Linked DNA regions of Zea mays: region 1 is linked to region 2. A link is a contact called in public Hi-C data. All regions are on one chromosome and are shown on one strand. The core of a region is the stretch at or near the end of the contact, and the rest is flanking DNA. Distances in the headings are between cores, read along the strand shown. Region 1 holds the start of LOC100279610 (putative RING zinc finger domain superfamily protein). Region 2 holds the start of LOC100275350.

The links. A called contact is a pair of places that touch in the nucleus more often than the background predicts.
Region 1: a Hi-C map of tassel shows a contact between it and region 2, with 3 times the contacts expected there. The contact joins the promoter of LOC100279610 here to the promoter of LOC100275350 in region 2. A contact is called at or near these places in 4 of 25 Hi-C or Micro-C datasets (ear, leaf, root tip and 1 more).

Annotation. Positions count from the first base shown.
Region 1 is chr10:138,108,248-138,113,436 of Zm-B73-REFERENCE-NAM-5.0, reverse strand. LOC100279610 (putative RING zinc finger domain superfamily protein) reads left to right here and starts at 2,957. Exons shown (of 10, transcript NM_001357900.1): 1 at 2,957-3,301; 2 at 3,430-3,538. The coding sequence starts at 3,112. It overlaps LOC100304215, which reads right to left and starts at 2,676. Exons shown (of 4, transcript NM_001165665.1): 1 at 2,601-2,676; 2 at 2,436-2,475; 3 at 2,215-2,330; 4 at 706-2,092. The coding sequence starts at 2,639. The coding sequence ends at 1,043.
Region 2 is chr10:137,772,479-137,777,613 of Zm-B73-REFERENCE-NAM-5.0, reverse strand. LOC100275350 reads right to left here and starts at 1,867. Exons shown (of 5, transcript NM_001151968.2): 1 at 1,783-1,867; 2 at 1,427-1,500; 3 at 492-605. The coding sequence starts at 1,471. It overlaps LOC100384646, which reads right to left. Exons shown (of 7, transcript NM_001177136.1): 4 at 5,062-5,135; 5 at 4,636-4,811; 6 at 4,403-4,554; 7 at 3,105-3,932. The coding sequence ends at 3,253.

The sequences.
Region 1 (5,189 bases), core at 1,708-4,207, 330 kb before region 2:
ATGTTTTAGTGGATTTGTTTCTCTATAATTTTTTCTACGTAATCGATGGAAAATTTTCTATATTTTTTATAAAAAAAATCTTGCGAACCAAAGAGCGTGAATAGAAATTCTATATTTTTACTTTGTTTTTTCTACAATCAAAGTACCAAAACACTAGTTTTCTTTATTTTAGGAGACTGCAGAGGCGGACCCAGCGGGTGGTCCATATGGTCCACGGCACATCCTAAGATCACATAAGTGTAGTTAGCATAGTGGTGTAAGTGCTATATTTTGAACTTGGTGGTCAAGGTTTGAGTCTTGTTGATCCTTGTTTTTTGTTTGTTTTTTTATTTTTTTCTTGGCACACCCTAAACATAGCAGCTGGGTCCGCCACTGGGAGACTGGGATGCCTCTATAGGCACCTCTATGCATCAGCGATTTACAGAGGTAGTTGCCTATCCATCTTTAGTAACTGTATTTTCAAAGATGGTTCTGAATTCAGAGCTATCTCTACAAATCGGTTTTTTAAAGACGGATGGTAAATCACAGTCGTCTTTATTATTGAGGTATGACATATTCCCTATTTGATCTATTCATTCCAGATTTCTTGCTCCATTTCAAAAACAACATTATTCTAGACATAAACATAGATACAAACATACACCACTCCATATAATATATATAGATAAACAATTGATAGATTGCATGATATAGCTAACTTCTACAAGTTCTAAGTTCACCCATGTATTCTAATATCAACAGAGATTCGCAAAACATCAACAAAAAAACATAGAATCTCATCTGAAAACAAGATTTACAGAATTTGGTACCCATCATTTAATTTGTCTCAGTTCGGTCTTCTGCTGATACGTACCCTGGTGCTATGAAAAAATTGTACTGGGATAGCAGTAGCACAAGAAGATAGCTACAACCATAAAGATATTATAATGATCTAGTCCTACTTGAGCGACATGCGCTCCTACAGACTGGAAGAGCTGAAACTGGTCCAAACTGTCAACTTGATGATGCATACTCTTCTGAACAGGATGCAGACGTTGAGGTGTCAATTCATACGGCGCACCCACTGCCCCAACCGGAGCTGCTTCATTGGACGACCAACATAGGGCTTGCCTTTGCGAGGACACTTCCATTTGCTGCTCGGCTCTGGTGCTGGAGATGCGTTTACTTCTGAAAAATTAGTCCTATCCGCCAAGGGACGTCTGGTTTGCTCTTGGACCAAAACCTTCTGGTCTGGAATGCTGACATTCTCTTTTAAGTTCCTCTTTTGCTTCTCTCCCCCAGTTAGGTGCCTCAGATTTTTATTTGTTATGTGTTCCTCTGGTTGCTTCCTTTTCCTCTTTACAGCGATAAAACCATCTGATGCAACTATTTCTTGTCGCCTTTTACTGTCTGATGAAAGCTTGCAGCGGTCAGCTTCCCCTAGGGGAGAATTCTCTTCACTGTCAGTTTCGCGTAATGCACAATTATCTTCAGTCTCAGCTAAACTGGGTCTGTTGCGACTAACAATATGTGTGCTGTGGTCAACACCATCTTGGATCTTTTCCCCAGTCCCAGCTCGAGTGATATTGTTAAAACTGCCAGGCAATTCAATATGGCCGTTGATGTCTTCTGCAAAGCCTTCTCCAGTATCAGCCAAAAGTGCATCATCACAGTTAGCAGACGTTTTACTCTCAACCTCCTCATCTGCAGGGGTGCTTTCTCGAGTGTCAGCTGAACTAATACGATCAAAATTGACCAGCGCCTTGTGCTCAATTGTGGCTTCTTGGCTATGTCTAGTAGCATCAGGCAAGCTTGTTGTGCAATCTATTTTTTCTGAATGCGTCTCACATATTTCATTAAGAGGAAGGCTTCTACAATCTGGCACGTGCTTCAGTGCATTTAGCTGCACAGGGAACAGACCATGACTTTCAGTTGCATTAACTTCCTCAACCTCACTAAGAAAACTCGCTCCAAACAACGCCCGCAGGCTTTGCTTCCTTTTGGGGGCGGGCTTCGTCGCATTCCCATCGACCGGGACCAAATATTTTCTAGGAAAATTCTCAGGCTCAGATTGGCCTCCAAAACCACTTTCTGTCAAAGCAACTCCACCATCCTGGAGAGAACGTTTTAATGACGAATGCTGGGTACACGGTAACGAAACCAAAGTATACAGCTAGCTGGGCTAATAGCCTAATAGGTAGGAGGATGAGATTGGCAGCGAAAAATAATAATTACCTCGAATGGGTCTTGGGTCTCGCTGCCGTCGCCGCCGTCGTGATCAGCAACATGCTCCGTAACCTCAGGAGAGTCATAAACATAGCTCGAGAACCAATTCTTGATGTCCGGCGGCTCTGACGAAGAAACAAAACGCCCAACAAAGCGTCAGCACAGTCAGAGATCCAAAATCGACGCGCCAAGAAAACGCTAAGGTTCGCGAGGGATGGAAGGGAACGCACGGGAAGGGAACGAAAGGGGGTACGAACTGCACACGTAAACCTGCAACAACAGAAATCGCGGGTGAGCGAGCGGCCTGGAGGAGCGATTCCCCCGGCGAGTGCCGTACTTGACCGCGATAAGGGTTGGGGAGCAGAAGAAAGGAGGGCTCCACGATTTCGGCTCACCTGACTTCGGCCATCGGCTTCGCCGGCGCTGTCATCCATGGCGGAGCAGAGTCTAGACGGGTATAGTAGATCTGAGAGCCGACGAGCGGGCTGGTGAGTCTTGGTGAATTGGTGATGACTGACGACACTGGCGGGGCTCGGCGTTCTCATCAAAATTCAAATTCGAAATGCCCGGGAATGACGGGGGTGCCCGCCAAACGGGAAATCATTTTGATTTTTGCCTAATCTGCAAGCGGCGAGCCCGCGACAGGCCAGAATAAAGTGGGCCGGGCCGATAACAGTCTAATCCAACTTTTAGTTTTTTTACACATCTCCAACGCGAACGCGTCTTCGTTCTGTCTCCAATTCTCCGTCTCCCTCTACCCTGCGCCCACGCAGTTGTACACCCACCCTTTCCTCACGCTCTCGTCTCTCTCCACGAAACCAACGTCCCCTCCTTCCCCAGCGCCCCGGGGGAGGAACGCCGCTGCAGCCGCCGGGAGGAGTCGGTGGGCGTCCTCCTGGACGCGAAATGCCCGCCCAGAAGCTCCTGATCTCGTCGCCCACCCCGGACGACTCCGACGGCCGCGTTGCAGTGCGTCACGCCGCCGCCACCCGCCAGCGGGTGTCGGAACTCGGAAGCAGGGACGGAGCCTCACGTGAGATGGATGGGAAGTCCGTGCGTCAGGAGAGATCGTCTCATCGGGAGCCTCGCGACGGTGGTGAGATGAACGGCGCTGCAGCGCCTCTGTCTCTCGACCCACACCAACACCACACGTCGTCTTCGATAACGCTGTCCTGGGTTGTGGACTTGTGGATATGTCTGATATGTTCCGTTTTGTTTGGGCAGTTTCGCAGATCGCGACGACGAGCAGGTGGGTGGCCGCGGCAGACGAGACTGAACCGACACCTACATCGAGTCGTTCCTATCATCCTATGCGCGCCGGCACCATGGATGAGTAAGCGCCGCTCCCTGTCATCTCTCACCCTCTCCGACCTCTCCCGGATTGTTTCGCGTGGCCGTCAAGGCGATCCGACGACCCTGTCACTACCTCGTATCTAGTATTCTAGTTTGCTAATGTCCGCTAGCTCCAGCTCGTAATTGCTGCACGCTGGCATCCAGCAAGGCCTGCGGATCCGGTGAACCGGGGAGACTAGTAGAACAATGTGCGCGACGATTGCTTCATTTGGATTGTTCTCAGTATTAGCCTCTGGTCATGGCGTCCACGAGCCGATCACCAGCTAGCACTGGCACTGGCAGCAAGAGTTGTGGATCCCTGCTAGAACCATTGAACTTGCGTGGAGTTGGGCATTCGACGGTGTGCATGTTTCCACCATGGTGACTGTTCTCGTTGGATGGCGCAGCTGTGGCCTGTGGCCGCGAGTATAACAGGAGCATCACGATCCTTATCAGTACTGCAATGCTTTCGCGCGTAGCCGCCAAGGCCGTCACATCTCATGCTAGTCCCTCGAGCTCACGCTGGCCTCTTCAGGTTCTCAGTTGACAGTGCGAGATGCAATGCAAGAGCGTGTTATTTTCCTGCGCCATTAATATCTATCAAATTGGCTTCTAGTTTATGCCCTCTGCTAACAGAAGCTTCTAGAGTTTGGATTCTTGCTCAGAGCATCAACCATTTCCTTTCATCCCGAAGACTAGCTACTCCTTCATATCCTTCCTGTTAGCCATATGCCCATATATCCCAGTCAATCTTTCAACAGACGAGCGCACGATCTACGCGACCAGACATCCATGCTATCGCGCGCCCGTCCTCTGCAAGACCGGCTGGGGTATATGGCTAAGGCTAACACTTCCCTCCAGCATCCTTAAGTAAATAGGAGCACGAGGGAGTACACGTTCACAGTGAGATATAAACTTGCAACGCTGTACCAACCACAACAAAAAACTAGAGAAAAACTAATAAAGTTAGCATATCGTCATCACTTATCATTTACCAACCAGCCTGAGTGCCTGACAATTAATCTGTAGCCTAATGAACTGAAGAGTTTTTTTTATAACTCTGATCAACCCTTTTGATAACAAAACTGAACAGGTGAATTGAGGGCTTGTAACCTCTGCACGCCAACATAACCAATGTTGTCAGGAGTAGAGTTGTGTGGATAACTGAACATATCTTAGTTAGTGCTGCATATTCTAAAACATTCCTTTGCATGCTTAGCGTCTTCAGGAACAAAGGAGAATAATATTTTCATGGCTCTAGTGCAATTGACTTCTGCTACATGACTACATCCACATCGTAGGAACACCCTTGGTTTATTTGTTTTTAGTGGACCTTCCTTTTCCAGTCTTCTTACCTTGCTAGTATATTATGTCGGTAGCTTGCTCAGTTGTCAGTTCCACTGGCCACCGTTGCAAGTCGTTTGGTTTGTTGTCATGCAGTATCAAAATTGTCCTTTCTTGACTCCCCTGCCGTAAGCTATGCAGACGTTAGAGTCTACACTGTTTTGGTCTGGGATGGTTCGCCTTCAACGTGTTCTACAAACTGACGAACAGAGATAAACCACAAGCGAGTCCACTCTCTAGACTGATCTTCGCCAGTCCGCCGGGCGCCAGAGACTGGAAAGGTTGGTTGAGAACCGGCAGCCTGAGCA
Region 2 (5,135 bases), core at 618-3,117:
AAAGAGAAAGCAAATGATGTATGCTGTCATTATATGAGCCTTATGGATCACAGCCAAACGGGTACTATAACAGAATTGATTCCTGAAAATCTACATATTTCTCTAGTTCAATTCAGAATCACCTTCTATCCTAGATTTTTCAGATTCATGTTATCCATGTTACCAAGCTATTGTGTCCTTACAAAATCTACAATTGACAGTAAGGTGAACTAAAATCAAATTTCCAAGAATCTACAGCTGAACTAAATAGACCCTCAGTAAGGTGAGTGTTTTTTTAGGTTGCGGTCATATCCTTTTCTTTTACTGGTGCTAAGGAGATTTGTAGTTTCCTTTTGGGTGTGATGTTTTGTAAGGGTCCCTTTTTTCTTCTTAATTCAATGATACACAATTCTCCTTAGTGTTCAAAAAGAAAAACAATTCTTCGCAAAAGAAAAACATATGATTAATTCACAAGATAGAGGCAACTTTGATTATAATAAAGATAAATATACCTTCATAAGATGTAACCTGAGATCAGTAGGGCGAACATCCTCACCAATGCAAACCATAACAAATTGTGAATAGTGAAAAAGAACATCTGCAGCAGCTTGCTTCTTCTGATCCGTCTGCATCACATCACTCACTATAAGAGCACATACAATTACAATTAAGAGTAAATTTAGACCTACTATATGGATGTGACAAAAATGCTATGTTACTGTGGATGATATTTGCATCCTCTGCAAAACCCCATTATTCTGCTGCAACATGATTCAACATCATGATCTAGTCGGAAACCAATGTAACTGAAAACAAATATTTCCTCCATTCCAAATTGTAAGTATGTTCTGGCTTTTTGAGATACATAGCTTCTGCTATATACCTAGATATACATTAGGTCTAGATACATAGTAAAAGCTATGTACCTAAAAAGATAAAACAACTTACAATTTGAAACGGAGAGGATATATATTTATACTCCTATATATTTTCTTATTTTTTATGAAATACAATTATATATGTCCAGCTCTAATACCCTAAGCATTAAAGGTTGCACTATCACCCAACAATGTGTTGACAATTGATTTTTTGTTTCCATTCAATCTAATCACACCCAAAACAGTACAAAGCTACTAAACTTTCTCATACCAATTGTATCCCTGGAATTTGTACACATGAAGTCATCAATCAATAAATCTACACAAGTACAAGTAAAGACTAAAGGTGAACTCATCCAACAACAAAAGATACTCCGATTCTACTTTACTACCTAAATATCTTGCCCTATAGTAGTTAAACATGCCACTTGTTCATCTACCATCTAGCAATTTCCAGTTGCTCAACAAGGCCGCAACTCTGCACGTGTCTACACTAGTACAATTTAATCCCAAGGGTACGTGGGGAAACAGAGCAACAGCCAGGAAGAGAGCAAAGAACCGGAATGTACCTCGTAGTCATCCTCGGCAACCATAGAACTGCTCCGCGCAGCCATTCTTAAACTATTTCCTTGCTCTGTTTGCTCTGTCAAGCAGGGGTGGACTCAGTGAAGGACATGGGTATACACATGTACACTACACTCCATAATTTTTGCAGAGCAATCGAAGTTAGTTGGCTGTAGGCGTAATGCATGCATATACACTTGTCATTAGATTTAGGTCCGAGTACGAATAGTATGTTAGGGTTTGGACGCACGGTTTCGCACAGGAGGAAGGGAAGAACAAGGGGAGGGCGTACCTACGGACTACGTTAAGGTTTGCTCGCACGGCTCCGCAGCAGGAAGGGGAGATCAAGCGGAGAGCGTACCAGGTGGTGCTCGATGGCAGGGAGGGGAAAGCCGGCGAGCTGTGGCGGCCTGGTGGTGAGAGGAGCACCGATCTGCAACAAAGACAACGGAGACGACGAATGGCCCGGTCGCCCATGAGACCTCGCGTTGCGTCTTTGCCTCCTTCGGTTGAGATGGGCCAAATGGGCTGGGCTGCTGTACTTGATCGGCCTGAAGTGGCTGTGGTCAATGGTCATTTGTAGGATCACGGTTAGGGCTGGACGAAATGCTTGTGGCTCGCTAGCTCGCTCGGTTCATGGACAGCTCGGCTCGGATCGGATCGGTCGTTTGAAATTTTTTACGAGCTGAGTTGATATCCTAGCTCGGTTCGTTAACGAGCCAGCTCGCGAGCTAAACGAGCTACCATATTCCAGTAAAACGAAACTATATGCATATCATTTACAGAATAATTGATGAACATGTTATATATATGTGAGGTTTCTATGACATATGAATTAAACTAATGATTAATAAACTATATCTATATGTTAATTTGGTCTATGCAAATATAATTATGAGTTAAACTGATGGACTTGTATGTGAATTGTGAATTAATAAGTGATGAATTGTGCTAATTTGGTGTTATATTGACGTGGTTTGTGAAAATATGAGTATAATTACTATTTTTATTGTTAAATTAGTTTAAAATTAACTAAAAAATAATTATTATGTACATTTTATTTTTTTTCCTGCTCTGGCTCGCGAGCTAAACGAGCTGAGCCGAGCTAACTCTGTGGCTCATTACCTTAACAAGTCAAGCCGAGCTGGCTCGTTAACTTAACGAGCCAGCTCGAACTCGGACGAGCCAAGCCAGCTCGTTAGCCACCCCTAATCACGGTTGGATTCAAATGAAGGGTTCAGATGAACGACTACAGAGAAAAGTCGACAAGACGAGGAGATGAGATAGGAGATTATTAAATAACAGCTTTTTGCAGTCTTGCTACAAAAATCAAGATTAGGAGTGGATTTTAGAAACTCTTGGAAGTGCTGTAATAAAACTATATATCTAAAACCCAAAAACAAAAACCATAACTTAGGAAGGAGAGAACATGCACATTACATGGTATCAAAATCAACAACATTATGTGCACGACCTCATCCCCAGTACCCGTGTTCCCAGATAGACGGATAAAAAAACGCAGGCTACCATTAGAGTTGAGGAAACCTTGGAATCAAAATACATACATTTCAGATACCCGTAGGACGCAGCTTCCTTAAATGTTGTTTCCAGCATAAACCTGTGGAATACTCAAGGCACAGCGCCATCTCAATTGCCAACATGGCTAAACACATACATGACCGTGGGGAAACCATCTTATAAACTTATATATGTAACAGTTCAAATCCCCCAGCATACCAAATAAGCATCAAGTACACCTGTGACAGAAAGATAGAGGTTCCACATCATGTTATGGCACGAACAACATGAGACTCCGACAAAAGTGCAACTCTCATGATCTTAGCCTTTTAAGGTCCCTTTCGTCACGATCGTAGTTCCGGTACTCACGCACATCCTTTCTCTTCCGATTGTCATGCTCCGGAGAACGGTATTCTTGACTGTCCATGGACAGCTCACCCTCTTCGGTATTCTCACGGTTGGTGCTCTGGTGGTGTGCAAGATGAGGCCAGCTCTGCTTTCTCTCCTGCTTGACCTTCTCATCCTCGGCAGCCAACTCCACGCCATGTTCCAGCTCCCTCTCAATGAGGTCATCGTCATCCATCACATCGACCTTTCTTGAAAAATCACCTTTCGATTTCCTACGCTTCTCCAGTGCCGCTTTCACCTTATCCTTGTTTACCTTCTTCATCGCATCCATCATTGAAGACGACACATTGGGACCTTCGTTGCTATTAGCAGTGCCATCCCTTGCATCATTTGGAGGTATCCTATAGTTTTGCTTATCTGGGTGAGGGTGGTCATAACCACGGTGGTCTAACATGTTCTGCTGGCTCGATGGTCTGGGTGCTTGGTTATGGTCATGGGCAGGAGGTTCATCAGCTACTCCTGGAACTTTACCAGGAACACGTTGATTCGCAACACTTGCAGAACTGCCTTCAGTATCATTGCCTTGTGATGGTGGTGGTTGAACACGGTTTTGCTCATACAGTTCCAACATCTGGTTGCTAACCTCTGAAAGGAGTAACCAAAAACATAAGGCATAAGCATGTAGCTTTGATGGTATAATTCATAAAAATGATCTTTCAAAGCAGAAATATGTCAAAAGTGAAGAAAAGGACCAAAAAAACATCATGACGGCAAAAAGATATATAACAAATTGCAAGACTGGCAAGACCTAACTAAACAGATGCGCTAAAATGACATCACCAAACAACTATTCCTGACTACATTTGGCATGTCCCCAGAATGCATTAAAGTCAAATAGGATTGCCTTGAGTATAGAGCCATAGATCGTGGAATTATATGTGCATTCAACCTATCTTAGTTCCACGATCAGTTTTGGACATGCCAGTTATCTTTGGCTATCCAATTTCCATGGGGTTACTAGATAGCTAATTAGTAGGAAACTAGCACTTACAAAAATGAATTTTACAGTAGTGCAGTTAAGGTGCACACTAGTGACTTTGCATCTAGAGACCAACCTTCCAGCTGCCACGGAGTTACATCAAACTCTTGCCACCAGACCTTCTCGCCATCTGATGGAAGCTTGACTTTGAGAAACTTCGCAGCGAGGAAGATTGCACCAGCCGCAATATGGTGCGGTTTAAATTGCAGGCAAAGTGAAGTGCGGAGCCTGTACACCCCTTTTAAGGCGTAGTAAATAGGGATGTTTGTGGATTACTATTTGTAATGAGGAAGAGTAATTTTAGCATACCCATCATTGACAAAATTCCAGGCAACTTGAGCAAGTGCATTTTGAGCAACCTTGAATATTTTTATTGCTTCAACCAAGGGCTTGTAAGGATGGTTCACATTCAAATCAAAACCAAGTGTCACAAGCACAACACGTTCCCCGAGTAAAATAAGTTCCTTTTGTTGTTCATATACTTCCTGAAGAAACAAAACAAACAGCCTCAGTTATTTTGCGTGCCACAGTAAACAGGACGTAAAATTGCATAAAAAGAGTCGTCCTAGCCTTGCCTTTAAAAAAAGGTACTATTGTAGGACAAATGAAAAGGAAGAGCCATCGATAGAATAATAATAGGAGAAAAGGATAATAACATCATAGGTCATGAAGTTCGGAACTTCGGATTACCTAGAACAGCAATATCAAGATATTAAATGCTCTAAATCAAATCACCTTCTGTTTTATTCGTTGAACTGCAGCAGGATCCTTTTTGTGGATGATCTCATATGAAAGAAGTATGACATCCT